3 separate regions of the Rattus norvegicus genome follow, and regions 1 and 3 are each linked to region 2. The links are chromatin contacts, called in public Hi-C maps. All regions are on one chromosome and are shown on one strand. The core of a region is the stretch at or near the end of the contact, and the rest is flanking DNA. Distances in the headings are between cores, read along the strand shown.

The links. Hi-C and Micro-C count contacts between places; a contact is called where the count stands out from the background.
Region 1: a contact with region 2 is called in a Hi-C map of psoas muscle, with 1.9 times the contacts expected there. The contact joins the promoter of Cog4 here to the promoter of Ddx19a in region 2. A contact is called at or near these places in 4 of 12 Hi-C or Micro-C datasets (Schwann cells, hepatocytes, mammary epithelial cells and 1 more) and 1 of 1 datasets of contacts at active chromatin or transcription factors (oligodendrocytes).
Region 3: a contact with region 2 is called in a Hi-C map of Schwann cells, with 7 times the contacts expected there. The contact joins the promoter of Il34 here to the promoter of Ddx19a in region 2. A contact is called at or near these places in 10 of 12 Hi-C or Micro-C datasets (the A7r5 cell line, the Rat2 cell line, Schwann cells and 6 more).

Annotation. Positions count from the first base shown.
Region 1 is chr19:55,727,441-55,731,420 of GRCr8, reverse strand. It overlaps Cog4 (component of oligomeric golgi complex 4), which reads right to left and starts at 1,543. Exons shown (of 19, transcript NM_001108449.1): 1 at 1,366-1,543. The coding sequence starts at 1,524. It overlaps Sf3b3 (splicing factor 3b, subunit 3), which reads left to right and starts at 1,800. Exons shown (of 26, transcript NM_001106187.2): 1 at 1,800-1,902; 2 at 3,942-3,980.
Region 2 is chr19:55,869,480-55,873,777 of GRCr8, reverse strand. Ddx19a (DEAD-box helicase 19A) reads left to right here and starts at 1,569. Exons shown (of 12, transcript NM_001005381.2): 1 at 1,569-1,695. The coding sequence starts at 1,639.
Region 3 is chr19:55,636,729-55,640,656 of GRCr8, reverse strand. Il34 (interleukin 34) reads left to right here and starts at 2,052. Exons shown (of 6, transcript NM_001025766.1): 1 at 2,052-2,458. The coding sequence starts at 2,431. LOC134483366 (a long non-coding RNA gene) reads right to left here and starts at 1,903. Exons shown (of 2, transcript XR_010060230.1): 1 at 1,765-1,903; 2 at 1-59.

The DNA.
Region 1 (3,980 bases), core at 294-2,793, 140 kb after region 2:
ATGCAAGGCAATATTTGAAAACACTGTCTTTTCCTCTATTAAAAGTGCTCTGAGGGGTTGGGGATTTAGCTCAGTGGTAGAGCGCTTGCCTAGGAAGCGCAAGGCCCTGGGTTCGGTCCCCAGCTCCAAAAAAAGAACCAAAAAAAAAAAAAAAAAAAAAAAAGTGCTCTGAGAACTGCGTGACATCAATCTCAGCACTTGAGTGACAGTGGCAGGCAGATTACGGAGTTCATTGCAAGCCCGATCTATACAGTGAGTTCCAGGCCAGGTAGGGCTAGTTAGACCATGTCTAAAAAGAAAAAAAAGTTCACTTTGAAAAACAGCTGCCAAACTTTTAGGTCAGAGTTTACATCTTCTGACTTCCAAGGAATCCATGTACACATTGGAAAGTGAACTGTCAGCACCAGATTGCCATGGAAATGTCACAGAAGTATAAAGAGATATAGCATGCTATCAATTGAAAGGAATCAGAATCCTGTCCACACCTATTGCTCGTAATACATCCAAGGTACAAGAGATGAAATGGCTTGTCTGAGACCAGGCAGCTGTGCCTTAGTGTTAAAAAGTCAAACTCCTGGGCTGGAGAGATGGCTCAGTGATTAAGAGCATTGACCGCTCTTCCAGAGGAATTCAACTCCCAACAACAACATGTGGCTCACAACCATCTGTAATGGGGTCCGATGCCCTCTTCTGGTGTGTCTTTAGACAGTGACAGTGTACTTATATGTAATAAATAAATTTTTAAAAAAATTCAAACTCCTAACAGGGAGCTTTGACACTTCTAGCAAGCTGTGAGCTCACCTATAATGACAGGAGCTTGGGAAATTTCTGAGGTTGCTGTAGGAAGGTGGCAAATTTGAAGATAATATGGACGACACAGAGGCTGTCTCAAAATAAGAAAATGTCCAAACTCCTACACTTAACTGAAATGGTAAAATTACATACATAATTATTCCCTCCAAGATTACGGTTTAAAACTTCAAGATAATTTGCATGAACTTCTCGTGTAAATGGGTCGAGACGGAACTTTCATAACGTTTCACTTCCCAAGACGAAGCAATTCTTATTCTGAAATAAAGCCATTTGGTGTATACATATGTACGTATACATATAACACATATATGTGAATACATACACCGCTTCCGGTTTTACTCCACAGGGAATTCAATACGGAGGCAGACAAGGAAGTAGTCCAGGTAATAGGCCATATAAGCTTGAGTGTGTAGAACTGACAGGTGTACCCAAATGCCCAACTACACTAAAGCGTCTTGGGAAGGTGCTTTTTAGTTTTCCCTAGTAGAGACAGTTGCTTGTTATGTCTTCTGCCACTGGGTCGTCCAGGAAAAAGGAGGATCAGCTCCTCACCTCTTCGCCGCAGAGTCGTTCGTACACAGCTTCCAGCTCCTGCAGCTCTGTCAGAGAGCGAATGAGCTCGGTGGAGATTTCGGAGCAGTGACCTCCTCCCACCCCCTCAGGTGGTGGAGGCGCTCCTGACAACTTCGGAGGGGATTCCACATCCGCCATCTTGGTGCCCACTCGGCGCTTCCGGGCTCGCGAGGTCCCCTCTGCGCTGGCGCGGCAACCTTTGGGACTGTCCATAGAAATGCCCGATCAAAAACATTTTAAGTCTATTTTTAAAATTAACCTTCTGTTTTACAGAAAACTTACAGTAAAGTATAAGTTTTAGATAACTTAAAAGACTGCAGGAGCAAGATGGAGCACTTAAAATTACACATATAGTTATCAGGCGGAAGCTGGATACCTTTTTCTCCGTCGCGCGGCACGCGAAGGCCCATCGTGAAAGGCTAATGGCGGACGCCGGCGGGTTGGCAGTGGTGGTGGCTTAGGCCTTGAAGGGATTCAGCATCCGTCGGGTATCGAAGCCATCCTTCTTGCAGCAGGGTAAAGAAGTGGCCTCACAGTTTCTCTGTAGCGGAGGAAGTGGAGAGCGATCACAGGAGAGAGCTGCCCGGCACTTTGGCGGGAGCCACAGAAGCAGTTTTAGGCCCGAGTGGTTCGGTAGGCGTGAAATTAGGAAAATGCTTGCGGTCCGCAAATGGCCTCGTGGGCTCTTCTCCCACTTCTGTTCTCAGAGTGGGGACGAGTCCTTTAAGGCTTGCAAGTCTGACGTGGCGGCACACTCGTGTATTTCCACCACGCGGGGTAGTTGAAGTATTCTCGGAAGTGGGAGTCCCACCGAGGCTACATAAGGAGGCTCTACCGAGGGAATAATAAGGTGTAAAAACTCAGCTATTCAGAATGTGTAAATAACATGTTTCTGGCCTCGGAGCCCGGGCTCTGGTTTGGATTTGTGCTCTGATAGTTGGGCAAAATGGTGTTTCTCTTCTGAACCTTTATTACTGTAAAAGAAAAAAAGAAGGCAAATAGTACCTATCTGAAAATTTTGCAAGATAAAAAAAAAATGAGGTGACGTTGAAACGGGAGAAATCACAGGCAGTGGCGGGGAGGAGAGATCTCCCAAGTTTTGGCGGTTAAAGTTACAGATACCGATAGTCCTCCAGGATGCACCTCTTCAATATGCGTGGAAATCCGTTTGTTTAAGTGTTTACTGAATGCGTAGGTGCTCATTTTAATCCTCTATCAGTACCTAGTAGAGCACTTGCGCAAGGTTCTGGGGTTCATTCTCGTCGCCACAAATACCAAGTTCTCTTTATAGAGCCTTAGGTACAAGGGGAAGCTGGACCTAGGTACCACCTCCCCACCCCCACCCCCGAAGTCATAACATAACTTTGGCTGCTTATGGTGCAACTGTAACTCACACATGACAGTCTTGTAAATTGTGAGGCGTCCTCTAAAAGTTTAATTTAACAAGTATTAAATTTTAAATCCCTCAAGTTGCCAATGCCAGTTCGACCATTAGGAACAAGTCTTAAGAGGTATAACTCATTCACTTACATAGTGTGTTAACAGTTTGGCTAATTATAGGCATTGAGTGAGGTTCTCTGTATTTTTAGCAGAAAACCGTCTTGTTACTGGTTTCTCAGAAAATTCATCCTTTGGTTAAAGAGAGGACATAAAATAATGGTATAAATATATGTTCTTGAATTTGCACATATAAGCATATGGGAAGATTGGAGTTGGTAAGATTTATACCCCTAGAGAGTGGGGTTCCTGAGAAATGGATCTGAGGTTTTTTTGAGTCTTGAATAACATGACCGTTGAACTACAGTTAACTATAGGTTTTCATTTGTCTGACAAAAAATGGCAAAAGGCATGTTGCATTAATTGAACAAGTTTCACCACTTTCTGTATGTTGGACAATGGATATAATTTTTGAGCATAGGTTTCCTTGACCGTAGAAGTTTGGTTTTGGTTTTTGAGATAGGGTCTCACTCTGTATCGTAGGCTGGAACTGAACTTATAATCCTCCTTCCTCTGCCTCTCTAGTACTAGGGTTACAGAAGAGATCCAGGATAGCTAGCGCTCGAGCTCGCGCTCGCTCTCTCTCTCTCTCTAAATTCCTTGGGTGTGGGGGGGTGTTGGGACACACCTTTAATTCCAGTGCCTCGGGCATAGGCTGGGGAATCTGTGAGTTCTAGGATAGCCAGAACTATGTGAAAGAAAGAGGAAAAACTAAGACCAGGGTATTTCTGTATTGTCCATTCTGGAATTCACTGTGCAGCTTATACTGATCTTACACTTGCAGATGTCCTCCTGCCTCAGCCTCTTGAGTGTTTATACCAGTATGCAGGCTTTCATAGAGTTCACATGAAATGAAGAGTGAAGGATGCAGTACATTAGAATGGTACCTACTACCTAAATGGTGGTGTGTTTTTTCCCCTTAAGATTGAAACCCAGGCCTTCATGCCTGCTTAGGAAGCACATGGAGAAAGCACACGTAACTGCCTGTTCTGCCTTCAACAAGAAGTTCCCATACAGAGTTCCTTTTTTAAAAAATTCTTTTGTTTTTGTGTCCATAGCCTGCTTTGACTTGGAACTGTTGCCATAACCAAGACGTG
Region 2 (4,298 bases), core at 320-2,819:
TTCTTTTTTTTTTTTTTTTTTTTTTTTGGTTCTTTTTTTTCGGAGCTGGGGACCGAACCCAGGGCTTTGCGCTTCCTAGGCAAGCGCTCTACCACTGAGCTAAATCCCCAACCCAAAACTTGAACTCCTTAATTGTTCCCGGATACCATGTCTTCTCTAAGAATTATGTCCCAGCAGACACACTGAAGAAAGAACCATGTTCTTGGTACTAGAACAGGTATGCTTTGTAGTGAAATTTCAAGACAGAAGACAGTGGATAGCTAGACTGGAAATACATGTGTTTTGAGACTAGGTCTCATAGCAGAGACTGGCCTTGCACTCTCTCCCTCCCTACACCTCCCAAGTACAGGAGTTAAAAGTGTTCACTGCCATTCCTAATTTTGCACTTTTTTTTTTTTTGGTTCTTTTTTTCGGAGCTGGGGACCGAACCCAGGGCCTTGCGCTTCCTAGGTAAGCACTCTAACCACTGAGCTAAATCCCCAGCCCCAATTTTGCACTATTTTAAGAGCCTCTTTTTTTTTTTTTTTTTTTTTTTTGGTGAAGCTCCTGTTCAAATCATTCAAACAGCTTTACACAACTATCAGGACTTAAAATGTATCCCAACAGCATCACAGGCGGAAAGCACTTCTCTTTTCCCGGTATCTGGGAGGCAGAGGCAGAAAAAAAGGCTATGAGATTCTTGTCTCAAAAACCAAAAACTAAATACATACCCACACAAATAGGATGTAACTCTGTTGTTTTTAATTGTTTTTTTTTTTTGGGGGGGGGGGAGACAGGGTTTCCTCTGTGTAGCCCTGGTTGTCCAGGAATTTGCTCTGGTGGCCTCTGCCTCCCAAGTGCTGGGATTAAAAGCAAGTGCCACCATCGATCAGCTCATTTTTTTTTTTTAAGATTTATTTATTTATTATATGTAAGTACACTGCAGCTGTCTTCAGACACACCAGAAGAGGGCACCAGATCCCATTACAGATGGTTGTGAGCCACCATGTGGTTGCTGGGATTTGAACTCAGGACCTCTGGAAGAGCAGTCAGTGCTCTTAACCACTGAGCCATCTCTCCAGCCCAGCTCATCTTATTTTTAAGTGTGTGTGTGCATGTGTGTCTATGACCGCAAAGGCCACTAGAGAGCGTCCGATCCCTTGTAATCTTGGCGTTTAAGACGATTAAAGAAAGGTAGCCTTGTTTCAAAACCAAAATAGGGAAGAATTTTAGTATGAAATTAAGTGATGGAGCGAATACTAAGTAACTCTTTGCAGGGCTCTAGAACCTTAACTCAAAGAGATTGCACCTAGCGAAATGGGACTTCTTTTTTCTTTTTTAGCGTTTCGAGGCACGGTTTGTGTGTGTGTGTGTGGGGGGGGGGGGCGGGGGGCCCTGGCCGTCCTGGAACTCTCTCGGTAGATCAGGCTGGCTTCGAATTCCGGGATAAGCGAAGTAGGACTCTAAAGCGCTAAGCTAAGCACGCTTATGTTCCTCTGGGCGGAGCGCCGGTGGAAGACGGCCACGAGGGGCCGGAACTGACGTCAACTTCGCGCAGGTCTTTTTCCGCTCCGCACTAGTGGCACTTGGCGCGGGTTGGGACTCAACGCTGGTGTTGGAGTGCGGAGCCTCTCTGCAGGTCGGCTCGTCTTGGGGACCATGGCCACCGACTCCTGGGCGCTGGCGGTGGACGAGCAGGAAGCCGCTGTCAAGTCGGTCAGTGGCCTGGCGGGGATGGGGGACTGAGGAGGACCCAGTTTCCAGCACCCGAACCTCCGAGTCTGGCGGGCCCGCGCACACTGGAGTCTGCTGCGGGCGATCACTTAGTGCTGATTTGCTCCTAGAGCGAAGAAAACCCGCAGTGAGCTGCTTATCCGAGTTTGGACTAAAAAGTTGCTCCCGCGGTGACTCTGTACCTCATTATGTGTGTGAGGCTCCAAATTGGCCCTTCTCTTGACTTCTTATAAGAAATGGCAACATAAAATTCTCTTTTTTTTTTATTGTTGAGGGACAGTTTTTGAGTGAGTTCATGCTGTTTTTCACCTAACAGTCACTGCAATCATGCTTAACTGACAGTTGGCAGTTTGAAGCTCTCCAGAATACCAGGTTTTTTTTTGTTTGTGTTAATGCTTCACTTAGCAACACATACATGTTTAGTTACTATTTTAAGTGACGTTTAGTTTTATTTATTAGGTTGTTTTGATTTTGAGTTTTTTTGGGTGAACGGTGGAGGGTTCGAGATAGTGTAGCCCAGACTGCCCTCTGACTTGCTGTGTAGCTGAGACCGGCCATGAGAGCCTGAATTCCTATCTCTTTGCCTCCTCTTAGTGTTTGGGTTACCGATTTGCGGCCTTTGTTTTGTTTTTGACACAGCCCAACTGGCCTCACTGTTTAACTCAGGGTGGCCTCAATACTTTTAATAAATATGGGGTGTGTGTGTGTGTGTGTGTGTGTGTGTGTGTGTGGTGTTTTGCCTGTGTGTATCTGTGCACCACACTTGTGCCTGCATATGTTAGAAAGAGGGTGTTGGATCCCCTGGAGCTGGGATTTCAAACTTGTGCTGGCCCTCTGCTAGAGCAGCAAGCTCCCTTAACCGCTGAACCAGTTCAGTAGAAGAACCAGCAGCAATTGTTTTTCTGTTTCTTTGTTTGTTTGTTTGTTTTTGTTTGGATTTGCTTTGTGTATGTACATGTGTAATTTGAGCATGCATGTGCTACAGTTCATGTGTGGAGGTCAGGAGATAACTTGTGAGGGTAATTCTCTTTCTTCAATTTGTTGGGGTTAGTAACGTGAGCTACCCACTGAGCAATCCTATGAGTCGCGTCTGAAGTCTCAAATCTAGTGATTATTCCTAAAAGGTAGTGACTGCGAGGTTTGGGGTTTTTTTTCTTCTCCAGTTTAATTATGTGTAGTCCTGGATGTCCTGGAATTTGCTCTGTAGACTCAGAGATCCACCTGCCTCTGCCTCCTAAGTGCTGGGACTACAGGTGTGTGATACCTTTCCCAGGTTTGTCTGCTTTCTCATGGCCTCTCCCCCATTAAAGGAGAAATTGTGTTCACCTGCTTTTTCTGTAGAAAACCTGGTTCCTAAACTCTTAAACTGGTAGTTTAAATGAGACGTTCCCCATAGACTTGGACATTTTGACACTTGGTCCCCATTTGGTGCTACTGGTTAGGGAGTCTTAGGAGGTTTGGCTTTGCTGGGGAAAGTATGTCCCTTAGAGGCTGCCTGATTTCCAGTACAGTTAAAGATGTAGGCCTTCAGCACCCAGCCCCGGTCACCATGCTTTGCTCTGCTTCATGGACCCTTATCGCTAGACTAACGCTAGAACCACGAGCCCGAGGAGCGCTTGTGTAGATTGTCCTGGTATGCTGTTTCCTCGCAGCAGTAGGAACTCCGTAATGCACAGGAGCGCACAGTAGGTCGGTTGGAGAGGGCAACTTGGGAAGGACATTACCACTTGGCAAAGTCAGTACAGTGACTCTAGGAAGAGTAACAGTCCCCAGGTGTGTTGTTGGTTCACACTTTTGTTTAATATTTTATTTTATGTGAGTACATTGTCGCTGTCTTCACACACACCAGAAGAGGGCATCAGATCCCATTACAGATGGTTATGAGCCACCATGTGGTTGCTGAGAATTGAACTCAGGACCTCTGGAAGAGCAGTCCATGTTCTTAAACCATTGAGCCATCTCTCCAGCCCGGTTCACACTTTTAATATCAGCACATGGGAAGCTGAAACAGGTGAATCATCTCTGAGTTCAAGGACCCAAGGCTATGCACAAAGACCCTGTCTGTAAACACCAATAACCCATGATGTTAACTTAGGGATCTTGGGGACAGACCCAAGGTTCCGGGAACCTAAATCATCTGTCTTAGATGCTGTTGTCTTTGCTGTGGCAAAATACAAATACATGACAAGAGCAAGAGTTTATCTCGGCTTGGTGAGGTGGCACGTGCCTTCAGTCCAGTACTCAGGAGGTAGAGGCAGGTGGATCTCTGAGTTTGAGGCCATTCTCGTCTACCTGTTGAGTTCTAGAACATCCATGGCTACACAAAGAGCCATGTCATAGACAACCCCCCCACCCCCACCCCCACACACACAAAGTATTTTTGCCTCCTAGTTTAAGAAGGGCACATGGTCTGTAATGGTGGAAGGCATGGTGCAGGGAACTGTGCCACATCCTCAAGTCAGGAGAGAGACGCTGCTGCAGCTGCTTGCATTCACTCCTCATTCAATCCTGGACCCTAGGGCTGGGAAAGGTGCAGCCTGCACTTCAGTGTAGGTCTTCCTACGTCAGGTGAACCTCTCAGGAGC
Region 3 (3,928 bases), core at 803-3,302, 230 kb after region 2:
CAGATGCTTCGTTATTGGTGGGTAGACACACGGTGATCTGTCCATATAAGGGACTGTTCCTGAGCATGGAGAAAGAGAAAACTATTAACGTGCACGTCAACATGACAGCACCCAAGTTCACCATGTCATGCATTGGTGCAAAATCTACACTTCAAGATTGCATTGGTGTGGCATGGTGGGGTGGGGAGTGCTGGACAGGAAACAGATGGGTTGCTGTAGGACTGCTGTGGAAGGAGCATCCCTACAGAGCAACAGAGGTGGGGTGTTTGGGAGGAAGAAGTGTTTTATTGATGGATTACTGTAGTGGTTACATGCCTCTATGAATTTGTCAAAAAAATTATATAGATAAGATATATCGATACATAAATGGATATGAGATTCCGTAAGCATGCACAAAATAACGAGAAGCTCTCGTTGGGGCTGGGGATGTACTTGTTTACAGTGCTTGTCTGGCATGCATGAAGTCCTGGGTTCCAGCTCCATCGCTGTGTAAACAGAGTGTGGTGATGCATGCCTGTAAGTCCAGCTCCCAAGGAGGTACAGACGGGAAGATCAGAAGTTCAAGGTCATCCTCGGATGTATAGCCAGTGTGTTTGAGGTCAACTGGAGCTAATATGAGACTAGGTCTTGGTGGAGGGGGCATAGTTAGTATTCATAATGAGCCTGTAATAGGAAGGTCACCAGGGTGGGATGGGGAAGAGGAGGAGGGGCAGGGAGAGGGTCAGAAGAGGGAAGGGTCCAGGGTCTTAACCCAGGGTAATTTTGAACAATGTGCTTCATTGTATGTGGCCTTGCCTGCATTGGAGGATTTGGGCATGAGAGCTAGCATGTCTGCTTTGCAGTTTTGTTTCGGACAGGGTCTTGCTATGTAGCCCAGGCTAGCCTTAGCCAGGAATTACTTGGGCAGGCCAGGCTGGCCTTGGTCTTCCTGCCTCCTAGCTTTTTCTTTGCCGGGCCTTGACCCCAGGACTTCCTGTCTACTCAGCAAGCTCTCTACCACTAAGCTGCTCCGGGGGCCCAAGGGTCAGTTTGGTACTTTCTGCAAGGACAGAGAAGCCTCCCCCACCACACCTGTTCCCACCAGGCCCTCAGATTGTGGCCATTTGTCCTCATCCAAGGGAGGGGAAAACACACAGTGAGAAACTGAGTTTCCCAAGCCGGCTCTGCCGATGACCACCTCCACCTCATCTGCAAAATGGAACCACAGCCCACAATTTGCTGGGCCCTGTGTCGACTTTCAGGGCGACAGGCCAGTTTGAATTCCTCACACATGCTTTTTCCCCCCTTCCTCTGTGTAGACCAGGCTGGCCTCAAACTCAGAGATCCACCTGCCTCTGCCTTTGCTAGGATTAAAGATGGGCACCACCAACCCAGTCTTTTGTCTGTTCTTTAGAGATGAGTCTTGCTGTGCAGCTCTGTCTGGCCTCTCCGTCCTCCTGCGTCAGTCTCTAGGGTGCTGTGACTACCCTGTTGTGTGCTACACCTGGCTCTGATATTTATTTATTCGTTTGATTGCTTGTTTATTGGCACAAGTATGCCCCATGCAATATTCGCTGTCTACAACACTACACGTCAAACACCTCACTAGAAAGAGTGTTCGTTTATCTGGAATTCAAATTAAACCGGTCTGTCAGCTTTTACCTCACAGGGGACACAGGTGGGTGACAGGAAGGAACTAAATGGCGGTGACTGCAGGGTGGGACATCTTCTACTCCATAATCTCCCCTGAAGCATGTATTGATTGGATTTGACCGGGCATCTCACCTCCTCCAGGCAGCCTCCCAGATTGTGAGCTCTGCTGCTCCTTCAGTCCCAGCTCAAGGCTGTCAGACTTGTCAGACTCACTCCTTGGTTCCAGGCAGTCATCTCCTATGCCTTGGCGTCATCTCCTATGCGTGGAGACAGGGCTGGGTGTCTCAGTACCGACAGCGGGGACAGTGTGCATGGTGGGTCTTCCTTTCCTGGCTGGTGGCTGAGTGGCAGCGATACTCTTACATAATCAGTCTCTCTCTCCTCCTTCTTTTTCCAGAGCTAGACTTCACACTGAGCAGCTGCAGTCGGGAGAAACCAGAGAAAGCGCCACCCAGCCCCAGATTCCAAGAGGCCTGCTGGGGACTCCCTTCTCTTCCTCCTCCTTCTCCTCTCCCTCTTCCTCCTCCTCCTGAGACCCCAAAGCCACTGTCTCACACCACTTCCTGAGCCGCAATGGAGCTCCCAGCCACCGCCCCCTGGCTGTCCTCTACCCTGACAAGCAGATAGGGCGGCCGGTAGCTACCCCAGGAGTACCTGCCCCCTCTCAGCCTGGGGCAGCCCTTCCTGGACTTGGTGGCCACCTTTGCTGACCTGAGGCCATGTAGGCCCTGGCTCAGGCTTCCGGATACACTGCTGGGGACAGTGCCTCTGCTCTCAGGGGGCACCCAGTGCACCATCATGCCCTGGGGACTCGCCTGGTTATACTGTGAGTACTGGGGGTGGGGAGTTGTACCTGGGGATCCTGTCCTGGGAGGCCTTGGTGGGTGGGTGGGTGGTTCTACTGTAACCATAGCAACCAGGGCAGTTCTTGCTGGTAAGAGGTTGAAATGCTTCCCAGAAGGGTTGCAGGCAGCCTCAGGGATGGGGGGGGGGTGTCCACAGCCACCCTCTGCTCTGCCTGCTCTGACCTCAGGCTCAGAGGTACAAGCTGGGTGGGTGCAGCGACACAGGATGGGGCAGGCACTGGGGTGGGTGGCAGCTTCTCACCTCTGCGGTCTCATTGGCTCTGGAGAGCAGGGTGGGGACAGAGGTGCTGGAAAGAGGCTTTCCATCTTTCTGGGTGTGGCTAGTGGGGGGCGGGGAGGGCACAACACGTGGGAAAGAAGAGGCCTGGAGAAGGTAGCCAGTTCCCCTGTACCCCTCCCTCCATAACGGGCCAAAATTAAAAAAGCAGGAAGAAACAATACTCCTGGTAAAGAGAAAAATGAGTTGAAATGAGGACAGAAATTGGGAAAGGACCTGCTGGGGTGTGTCTGTGCCTGCTGGGTGGGAGCCGGGTGGAGACCCTCACAGATGCCAAGACTCAATGGCAGCCACAGGGCTACTGGTGAGTCATTGTCATGACTTGACATGACTCTCATCCCCACTGTGACTTGAAGTTAGGCACCCAGGAACTGTGTACCAAATAACTGAGGTGGGGGCTTGGACCCACAAGGCTTCTGAGAGGAGCCGGGCTGTCTCTGGTGTGTGGATCCTACAAAGGTGAGGGACATTCAGAATGGGTGAAGGACCCAGCCAGACCCAGTGTTCTGGAAGCTTTCACACCTTAATGGAACGTGGGTAGAAGTATGGATGAGGGTCCTCTCGAGGACTCAAAGGCTAGGTGGTATTCTGGTAGGGGTAGGAGGATGGGGACAGTGTCCCAAGGAGAGAGACAGTGTGCAAAGGAGAGAGTTAAGGGTCAGTTCCTGAGGGAGAAGTGATTACATTTAAAGATTTAGTGTTATCGTTTTTAATTATGTGTGTGCATGTGGATATGCACAAGTGAGCTGGTGTCCTGGGAGGCCAGAGATTAGGTCTCCCTGGAGCTGGGGTTATGGCCATCTGGCATGGGTGCTGGGAACTGAACATGGGTCTTCTAAAAGAACAGGAAGTGCTCTGAACCTCTGAGGCACCTGTTCAGCCCCAAATGATTTCATTTATTTACTGTGTGGGAAGGGTGGGTGCACATGGTGGGGGGGGGGGGAGGAGAGTTTGTTCTCGCCTTCCGACATGTGAGTCCTAGGGATTAAACTCAGGTCCCGGGTTGCCAGACTTGATGGCAAGTGCCTGTATTGGCTGAGCCATCTCACCAGGCTCACCTGAGGGGAAGTGAGACTGGAGAGGCCTGGTGGAAGGAAGGAGTGTTTCAGATGGCATCTCTCGGGACTTGGCAGGGACTGTCTGTAGGGAGAGG